Regions from separate parts of the Anas platyrhynchos genome. Here region 1 is linked to region 2. Evidence: chromatin contacts called from public Hi-C data. All regions are on one chromosome and are shown on one strand. Each heading gives the region's core, a stretch centred on a gene start, on an enhancer-like site or on the middle of the called end of the contact. The rest is flanking DNA. Distances are from core to core; before and after follow the strand shown.

What was found. Hi-C and Micro-C count contacts between places; a contact is called where the count stands out from the background.
Region 1: a Hi-C map of liver shows a contact between it and region 2, with 2.3 times the contacts expected there. The contact joins two enhancer-like sites. A contact is called at or near these places in 5 of 8 Hi-C or Micro-C datasets (F5 follicle, liver, skeletal muscle and 1 more).

The regions. Positions count from the first base shown.
Region 1 is chr6:10,412,436-10,416,610 of IASCAAS_PekinDuck_T2T, forward strand. All of the region lies in intron 21 of RHOBTB1 (Rho related BTB domain containing 1), which reads left to right. The region is part of intron 2 of ANK3 (ankyrin 3); the gene reads left to right. Among named protein-coding and RNA genes, the nearest start is that of ANK3, 120 kb to the left of the region's middle. Within about 2 kb of position 1,811, at least 1 of the 8 cell types and tissues checked has an H3K27ac peak or open chromatin away from gene starts, as enhancers often do.
Region 2 is chr6:10,315,010-10,319,094 of IASCAAS_PekinDuck_T2T, forward strand. The region is part of intron 20 of RHOBTB1 (Rho related BTB domain containing 1); the gene reads left to right. All of the region lies in intron 1 of ANK3 (ankyrin 3), which reads left to right. Among named protein-coding and RNA genes, the nearest start is that of ANK3, 25 kb to the left of the region's middle. Within about 2 kb of position 2,647, at least 2 of the 8 cell types and tissues checked have an H3K27ac peak or open chromatin away from gene starts, as enhancers often do.

The DNA.
Region 1 (4,175 bases), core at 561-3,060, 97 kb after region 2:
TGAAAATAGATAAAGAAATCTGGTAAAATTAGTTGTTATATATCATGTAAAAATGATCTAGATGCAACTTGATCGGGGAAGTCACTATGAAGATCAAGCTTTTTTTCTTCAAGCAAGTTCAGAGAGATGATGCCATGAACAAATAACTGTTAGATAGCACTCAGGACTTGAGGGGAAAATGGCCACATGCTTGCTATAACCAATGTTTCTGTGAGTGTGCTGTTTTGCCTGAAGACTTCTTTTTGCTAACCAGAAATGTCAGTGAAAATGATGCAAATTGACAAGATGCGGCAGTATACCCTGTAGTTTACGGAGATGATTAGGATAATGCATCATCATGTTTCATTGTGAGCCATAATGCAGTGAAATATTGCTGGCTGGATTAATGGTGACTGCAGATGTGTTTAAAACTCAGTCTTATGAAATGCCTCCACTCTGGTTTGGCTTTTTAGTGCCACCAGAGAAGACCGTGCTATTAGCTGACTTGGTTTGGAGAACTGCATAGGAAAGAGGATTCAGAGGCTTTGCTGTGGCTAGTTTTGTTTTACCCGTGCGTCTGAATTTCTGGTAGCTCCACAAAGAATGTAGAGACTGTCAATGCAGCTGACATTAGTATTAGGAGGAACTTTCTGCTAATTTATAAGGAATCGTTAGTACGTGCTGAGTCAAGAAGCTTCTTAAGTTTGTGTAAATGGGGAGTGGACAGACAATTTAGGAGATTAATTCGAACTCAGATACCTGAGATGCTGACCTTTTTCTTCTTTGTGCATCAATGTATGTGTGATAAAGATTGGTCTACTCAGGTTAAAATAAATAAAAATGGAAGAATAATTTCCGCCAGAAGCAAACATTTAGGGAGAAGTGTTCTTCACATTCTTTAAATAAATTCTGTAAATGTAATGTGAAATGTCATGTGCTGGAATGTAGGATATATAGCAATAGAAGTCATTCCAATATATTGCAATATCTTGCAAACTCTGCCAAAATGGTGTGTGTGTATATATATATATATATATATATATATATATGTTTAGGTTGTGTCTACTCAAATAGCTTGATCAGAATATTATCATGTTGCATGAAAAAATGGAACATCTAAGGGCAATTTGGAAGCCTTTACCCTGTTAGAATAAGAAAAAATATGGAGGGGGGCGAAGTTGCATACAATTACATACTTGTTTGTAAGTGGTAAGGATTTTTCTATGAGCAACCCATTTTTGCCACCCTGTGGACAGAAAATGTATGTCATGATTTTGATTTTTAGTTATTCAGAACCTGTGAGAGAGGCTGAAATCAATGAAGATCAGTTACTTACACAAATTTTGACCTATAGGCTCTGTGGCATTTAAAACATTATTTAAAGTTGGAGTTGGCTGTTTTCATTTTACATTGTATTGGCAAAAGTCTCAGATCAATTTTTTGCTGTTTGCAGCAACCACTTCAAAACAGCTCTTCCGTCACTCCAGTATCAAGGGTAATTCCCTGCCATGCTCTTTGCCAGCATGTGGTGGAACTATCCTAGGAGGTATAAATGAAATGGTTATAAATGCTCCCTTCTGTCATGTTGTTCCTCCTTCTCCTACCTCCCTTTCAAAACAAAAAGACCAAACCATACACACAAGTGTGTGTGGACACAAAATAAACCAACCCCATCCCACAAAAAAGTCCTCCACAACCTATAAAAACGAGGTCAAGGTCAGTGTTGTTCGTCGTGTTTTTTCTTTGCCATGTCTGACTAACTGCTGACTGGGGACCAGATGTGAGCAGCCTGTATTCTTCTCCTCTGCTGCTCACTAACCAAGAGGTTACACTGAGCAGGGCAAACCGTCAAGCTACCTATTCAGAGAAAAAAAAAAAAAAAAAAAGCTGTAACAAATACTTTTTCCTGAAAAGTATCCCCGTGATGAGCTAACTGTGAACAATATTGCACAAGTAAGCAATAGTCTCTAGAATTAGTGCTGACCATGAATGCGCAGCAGCTTATGCTGCGTCCTTCCTGCCTGCAGTGAGCAGCCTGGAAAACCAGTGGTCAGCTCCTAGGCTGCAAAATCATTCAATTTTTGCAAGGCTGGATTAGTCCCTGCCTTGTGCATGGGCATTGATTTGGGTTTGCTGCTGTTAAAGAGGCACAGACCCTAGCCTCCCACAAGTGCTCGTGTACTGTACATGTATTTTATAGCAAAATTTTGTTAATTCTTTTCCTAGTTATTTGCAGGGCATTCAAGCTGATATTTGCACATGAGAAGCAGTCTTACTCTGAGGTCGGTCTCATTTGTCTGTCTAGCTTTGTGGACATGATAAAAACATGAAAGAGACGATTGGGCTTGAGGTTCAGAAAATGAAGGAAAAAAAGGCATTCCTTATCTCATACCTTATCTTTATGTCTTAAGATGAGGCGTAAAGAAGGCATTTATCTTGAACACAGTTCTGCACTGGCACTCTTAGCCTCAGTGCTCATAGCCATCTTCCCATACTTCCCACAAATCCCAGCTACAGCAGCAGCAAGATATTTTGATACTCGTGACACGATGCATTCTGATATGGTGGTTGTATTGTTGACTTGCTTCTTAAACTGACAAGGGCATGTTGATTGTGAGTTCTGTCTAGACAGATGTCGGTTTTTCTTACTGATCATCAGCAGACAAGATCCCGGGTTTGCATCTTGCCTGAAAGCATGGGACCTTGGGATAACAAAAGGAAGATGCATTCTGCTTTTGTTAATTTCTTTTGTTTGTTTGTTTTGAGGTGTGGAAAAGGTTGTAGAAAAGTCAGGGAGAGAGAGGAGCTGTGTTTCTGGGGGAAATGCCACGTGTTCCTTATTCTGAAGTAATTCCCATGTATTTATATGCGTGTTGGGAATTCTTAAGTTTGAAGTATGCCATTTGTGGCACGTTTTCTCTCACCCCAGTCTGAATGATGAGAAAACAGTGCTTTTCTATGATTGTTTTTGAATTGTCACATTGACCCATTTAAACTACTGGGCTACGTTGACAGGCTTGAAGAGAAGAACACTGCTTGATTATCTATAGGGTATCTCCAGATAAAGCTGTATCCAGCTTTCCTTTATTTATTAAATGTAAAGTTTTAAAGTGTTGATGATTAAATGCAGCCTTCCAGTCTTTGGTGGATATTAGATATTGCTCCATAATGATTTTAAATATTGTCAGAATAAACCAAAGATTGTTAAGTTCTATCCATGCACTACTTAAATCTTGACCTCTAATTTTGCTGTATCACAGCAACAGTATCGCTATGTCCTGAAATGTAAGAGCTAATGGTCATTCTTACTGGCTTTTGCTTTTTGCTTCCTTCTCACAGATGATTCATTCCCATAAAAACAGCATGGCAGAGAACTGAAACATGCAGTGTGATCGATGCCATTTGTCTTGACTTATGGCTAAAAGGAAGAAAAAAAACCTTATAGCCCTAAGCCAATCTACAGATAAAAATTAAATGAAAATGAGGTTGAAAAATGTGTTGTGTGAGGCTGCACCTCCAGTTCTTCTATTTTGCACGTTTTTTAATACTTGACATACAAAAAGGCTGGTGAAAAAAAGAACTTTTTTTTTTTTTTTTTTCAAGAATTGTAGTAAAGAATTCATAGTTAGGTTTGGCTAGTAGGTTTGGTTGTAGTCATAGTTGGAACAAAAAATATTTTAAGGCACATGCCTATTTTGCAAAGGTTACTTAGATCAGCTGAGAGCATGGGATTTCTCCTTCAGAAGCAGTTTGGAAGCTGGGAGGCTGAGGTGTGGGAATAAGAGCTGCAAGAGCAGTTCTGATACAAGAAGCACAGAAGGTGCCTTGTGCTCTGGTGCCCTGGGGCTTACACCCTAGGCAGCCAGTCACAGTTGGTGGAACTGCCTTGCAAGCAGCTTGAGGAGGTAGCGAACTAAAGTTAAAAACAAATCTAAAAATGTGCCTAGCAGGCAGCACTCCAGCTAGAGTAAGAAGTCGTCTCCCCCCCACAGGCAATCAGAGAAAAAGAAAAGAGAGACACTGATGGGTGTACATCTGAAGTATTTGTAATTGTTTAACTATAGAGAACGCAAAGCATTAGTATTCTCATGCAGTGTCTCACATAAAAATACACTGCATAAACTGTGAACATAGAAGTTCAGAAGCAGAATGTTGTGGCAATACATGTTGTGGAGAATGATGTTCCATGAATCACA
Region 2 (4,085 bases), core at 1,397-3,896:
CAAAACCAATACGTTCTGCCTTACATATCTTAAGATGGATTTGTACATTTAAACACTTAAACACTTATATGTTTAAAGTACCAATAACTATCAATCTGTAGTGTCCTGCACTGCATGGGGTTTGTAGTTTAAAAATATATTTGAAAGCATAATTATGTTGCAGAGCTTTGTGTTAGCCATATGACTTCAGGAAATGAGAAGGGTCTTAAAGAATAGCAATTGGCAGAAACAGTTTAACAGCAATAGGAATCTGGATTCGGTCTTAAAGTAATAACATTAAGCACCTGCTTTGTGCTTTTGGACATTCAGCTCTATTCCACTGTCTGGTATGTGCTTGTACAAACACACAAACAAAACTTCCTGCATAATGATCTGAGGTGTTACACTTTTAACCCAACTTTTAACCCTTTAACATTTTCTCTGAAACCAGTTACTTTGTCCTCCTTGGCTGACCTCAGATTTACTAATTACTAATTTACTCCACTTGCTAATGATGGTGCACACATTACCTTTACTAAAAAAAAAAAAAGACGGGGTGTGTGTAGTTTTTAGTCTTCTAATGGTGTAATTAAAACCGGATGACATAAAAATGTTTTTGTTCCATTTTTCAGTTGAGGTTTGTTCCCTCAAAACCCTGACAAGGTCTATAATAAGCTTATAAAACTAAATATATATGTTTTGATGATGACCAATAGCTTTAAATTGTTTTGCAAGCTGGATGGTCAGACTCTGTGTCATAGGCAGTGTTTGCTGTCGTCTTTGGATATGGCGGCTCTTGTTCCATATGCATGGAGTTCCACTTCAGCAGAAGTATGGGCAGAGTTCTCTCTTTTTACAAGGAAATATGAACGTGCGTATTTAGTTGCTTTGTGTGTTCAGTGCTTCAAGGAAGCAGCAGACTTGCAATGCAAATGCTATTTTATCTTTCTGCAAATGTGCAGTAAGGCTTGATGTGGCCCTAATCACAGGATTTACTGCATGCATGAAAAGCTTTCTTCATATGTGCTGTAAGGCCTGATGCTTTCTAGAAAGCACAAGGTATGTTGCATGTGGACAGACCAATGAGAGACAGTGCATGCAGCAGGGCTCCTCTTAAAGCCTTGCATTTGTGTATGGCTCAAAAGTACGGTGCCCTGCCCTGCTGGTTCCAGTGCATGTGACAGCACAACATATTTACTGTGCAATTACGCTTAGGAGTTCTTTACCCTTAAATTATTTCAGATTAATGCTTGGATAAAGGTAATTTTCCTTATGCTTAGTAAACTACCTATTCTGTAAAGACACAAATGTTCTTCTGTGACTTACATAGGTAACCTCGCCTTACTCACCAGAAACTGATTTCATTCCATGTTTTTCTCCTTCATAACATTTTCACCTCTGATTTTTTTTTTTTTTTGCCTTCCTTCGATATTGAAGCTCTCCTCTTACCAGCTTTGCTCATTAACCGCTTCCTCTAAGTTACGCTCTATGTACCCAAGCCATTTTTGGGAAGGAAGCAACTTTAATTTCCTGCATATTTTCTCAAAGTAATCACCCATTCTCTCACCCTTTCCCAGACATTACTGTATGGTGTTACTTCGTCATGTTTCACTGACTGTGAAAGTCAAAGAATGACTACCATTTTCAGAAAAGTACTGAAATATGCTCTGAGAACCATGTTCCAGTTATTATTTGTACTTAATACACTATTTCACAAATTCTAGTATTTTTTCCCCTGTATCTTGCATTTTTTTTAATCAAACAAATAGAAGATGCTACAAACAGATTCAATTTTTCACCTGTATACTTCCCTGCTAGGCTTAGAATTATATTTGCCAGTACCAATCCCCCAGTGTCTGCAGCAGAAATGTTAGATTATGTGGCATATGTTTGTATTGTCACAGGACAATTTTAGTTTGCTAAATATTATTTGTATTACCTGATACTGCACACAGAACTTCTTCATGTATGATGGTAATACCAGACACTCATCTTGAAGGAAGTGTCCTGGAGCCCAGACACATGTACTAAGAACAAGAAACCGGAGTCCTGGAGCTCCCAAGGGGTGGATGGTGTTAGCAATTCCAGTGGTAACGTTGCAGCAGCAGCACTAATTTCAATATATAAAAATAAAAGGCCTTATAAGCTTGTACAAGCTTTGGCTTTTATAATATGTGGGGAAGGAGAAACTATAAGGTTTTAGTTATGTGAAATGTCTCTGCTTTTCTCTTCTCCCACCTGTACCAGTCAGTTTAATAAAAGGATAATACCTCTGGTTTATTGTTGGATCTCATTACTACATAATGGCCCTGAGGTTGGTGTCTTTAGGAAATGAATGAAAAGTGTAGGGGAAGGAATAATTCATTCATTGAATAAGTGAAAACAGTAGGAGCAGATCTGAATGATAACCCATTGTTGCTTCCAGTTTATGCAGGAGAATTTTTGTAATAACAAAACGTTGAGCAAGTACATACAGGCAGGCTTTAAATACATCCCTGCCTGTGACAAGGCGTGCCATGCAACACTGTACAGTGTTTTCAATCGCACTATGGTTAATTAAAAGATACTTGCCCATGTGTAGACATCTTGAGAGTGTACATTCCCACAGCAGCCTAGCACCCATGGGCTGGTAAAAAGATGGTAAGAGAAAGTACAAAATTGTCCAGTAGATGGCATGCGGGCCCCACAGTTGCACAACTTGCACAACTCAGCATGGGGCCATCCCTTATGTACTGTTGTGGTTGTGTGCTCTTGTGGCCTCAGTGTTCTTCCACTTTGGACACTTGCATATGTTTAGATGGTATATTTGTATAACACCGAAGATGCACTTGTTTAAACAAGTCATTTATGGAGGACCCAGTTTTGTTCCTCAACACTATCAGATATCATCAGCACACTACATGCCATTAGGAAAGTCCCTCTGAATAAATAGTTTGATAATGACAGATTTAGAGCTTTTTCTTTTGTGTGCGCGCTTAAAAATGCTATGCTTTTTGTGCTGCATTTCACAGAACCTCTCACCTAAAGGTAATGAAATGGCTGCTCTGCTCTAAAGCATGTGCCTCTGATGGCTGTTCCCACGTATAATCTTTAAGTGAACTGGCTAAATCAACACTCAAAAGACTTACAGCTTTGTGTTGCCTTGTATGCTTTTATTTGCATTAATTTAACCAATGACATTTGGAAGTGAATGCCTTGTACCTAAAATGCATCACTAATAGTTTTTTAATATCCCAGTGGATAGTTGTTGAATGAGACATTAGAAAGAAGGAAAGCTCATCCACTTGTGCACAAACCTGAGGTCCTTTCACTCCCTTCTGAGAAAATCAATTTGTAAATATGTTGCTCTTGCATTAATGTCCTGGTCTAAGATGAGTATGCTTTGTCTGCAATGAAGACAGCATATCTAAGTACTACCTCTTCCTAGCTTTTAGTGGTACAGATTGCCTCTAAGTAGAGGCAGTATTAGCTCATTTTCTTTTTTCCTGCAGTGTGTTACGTATGTCTCCCTTAGTTTGCCTTTCTCTGATTATTGAAACTTCCTTTCACAATTTTATGAGCGTAGCAGGTCTCAAGTACCACTTTTGATGTTTATGACCTGTCCCTAAAGTAAAACATCTATTCAATATCTGAAGTATAAGAATGTGGAAAATGTAGCAGGTCATAGCAAGCTAAATATATTAACTGAGTAGAGGGATTTAAAAAATGCAGAAAGGTGTCATGTTCTTCATAAACAAGAAAACAACAAAAAAAAAAGGTAATGAGAAGGATTAAGATGATTTAAGGTTCTAATAGCTCAAAGTGACTGGTGCAGACCTTAATATGTATTTTTTACACGGGACTTCCCCCAACTTACTGAAGATGGGATCTTTTTGAGTTACTAGAATCTCCTTAGTTACATAGAGATGAATTACTCTGATGCTCTTGTCTGTTATCTTTGGGAAAAGGTGTCTTGTTAGGTTCTGAATTTGCCCCACTTTCTTGTCATCTTTAGCAGTAGAGACAGGTGTGGTGGTGGTGTTGTGGTTTTTTTTTTTTTGTATAAGTTCTTCCTTGCGGTTTCCAGAGCAATGCAGGGAAGCCTACAGATACTGTCCCACTCCAGT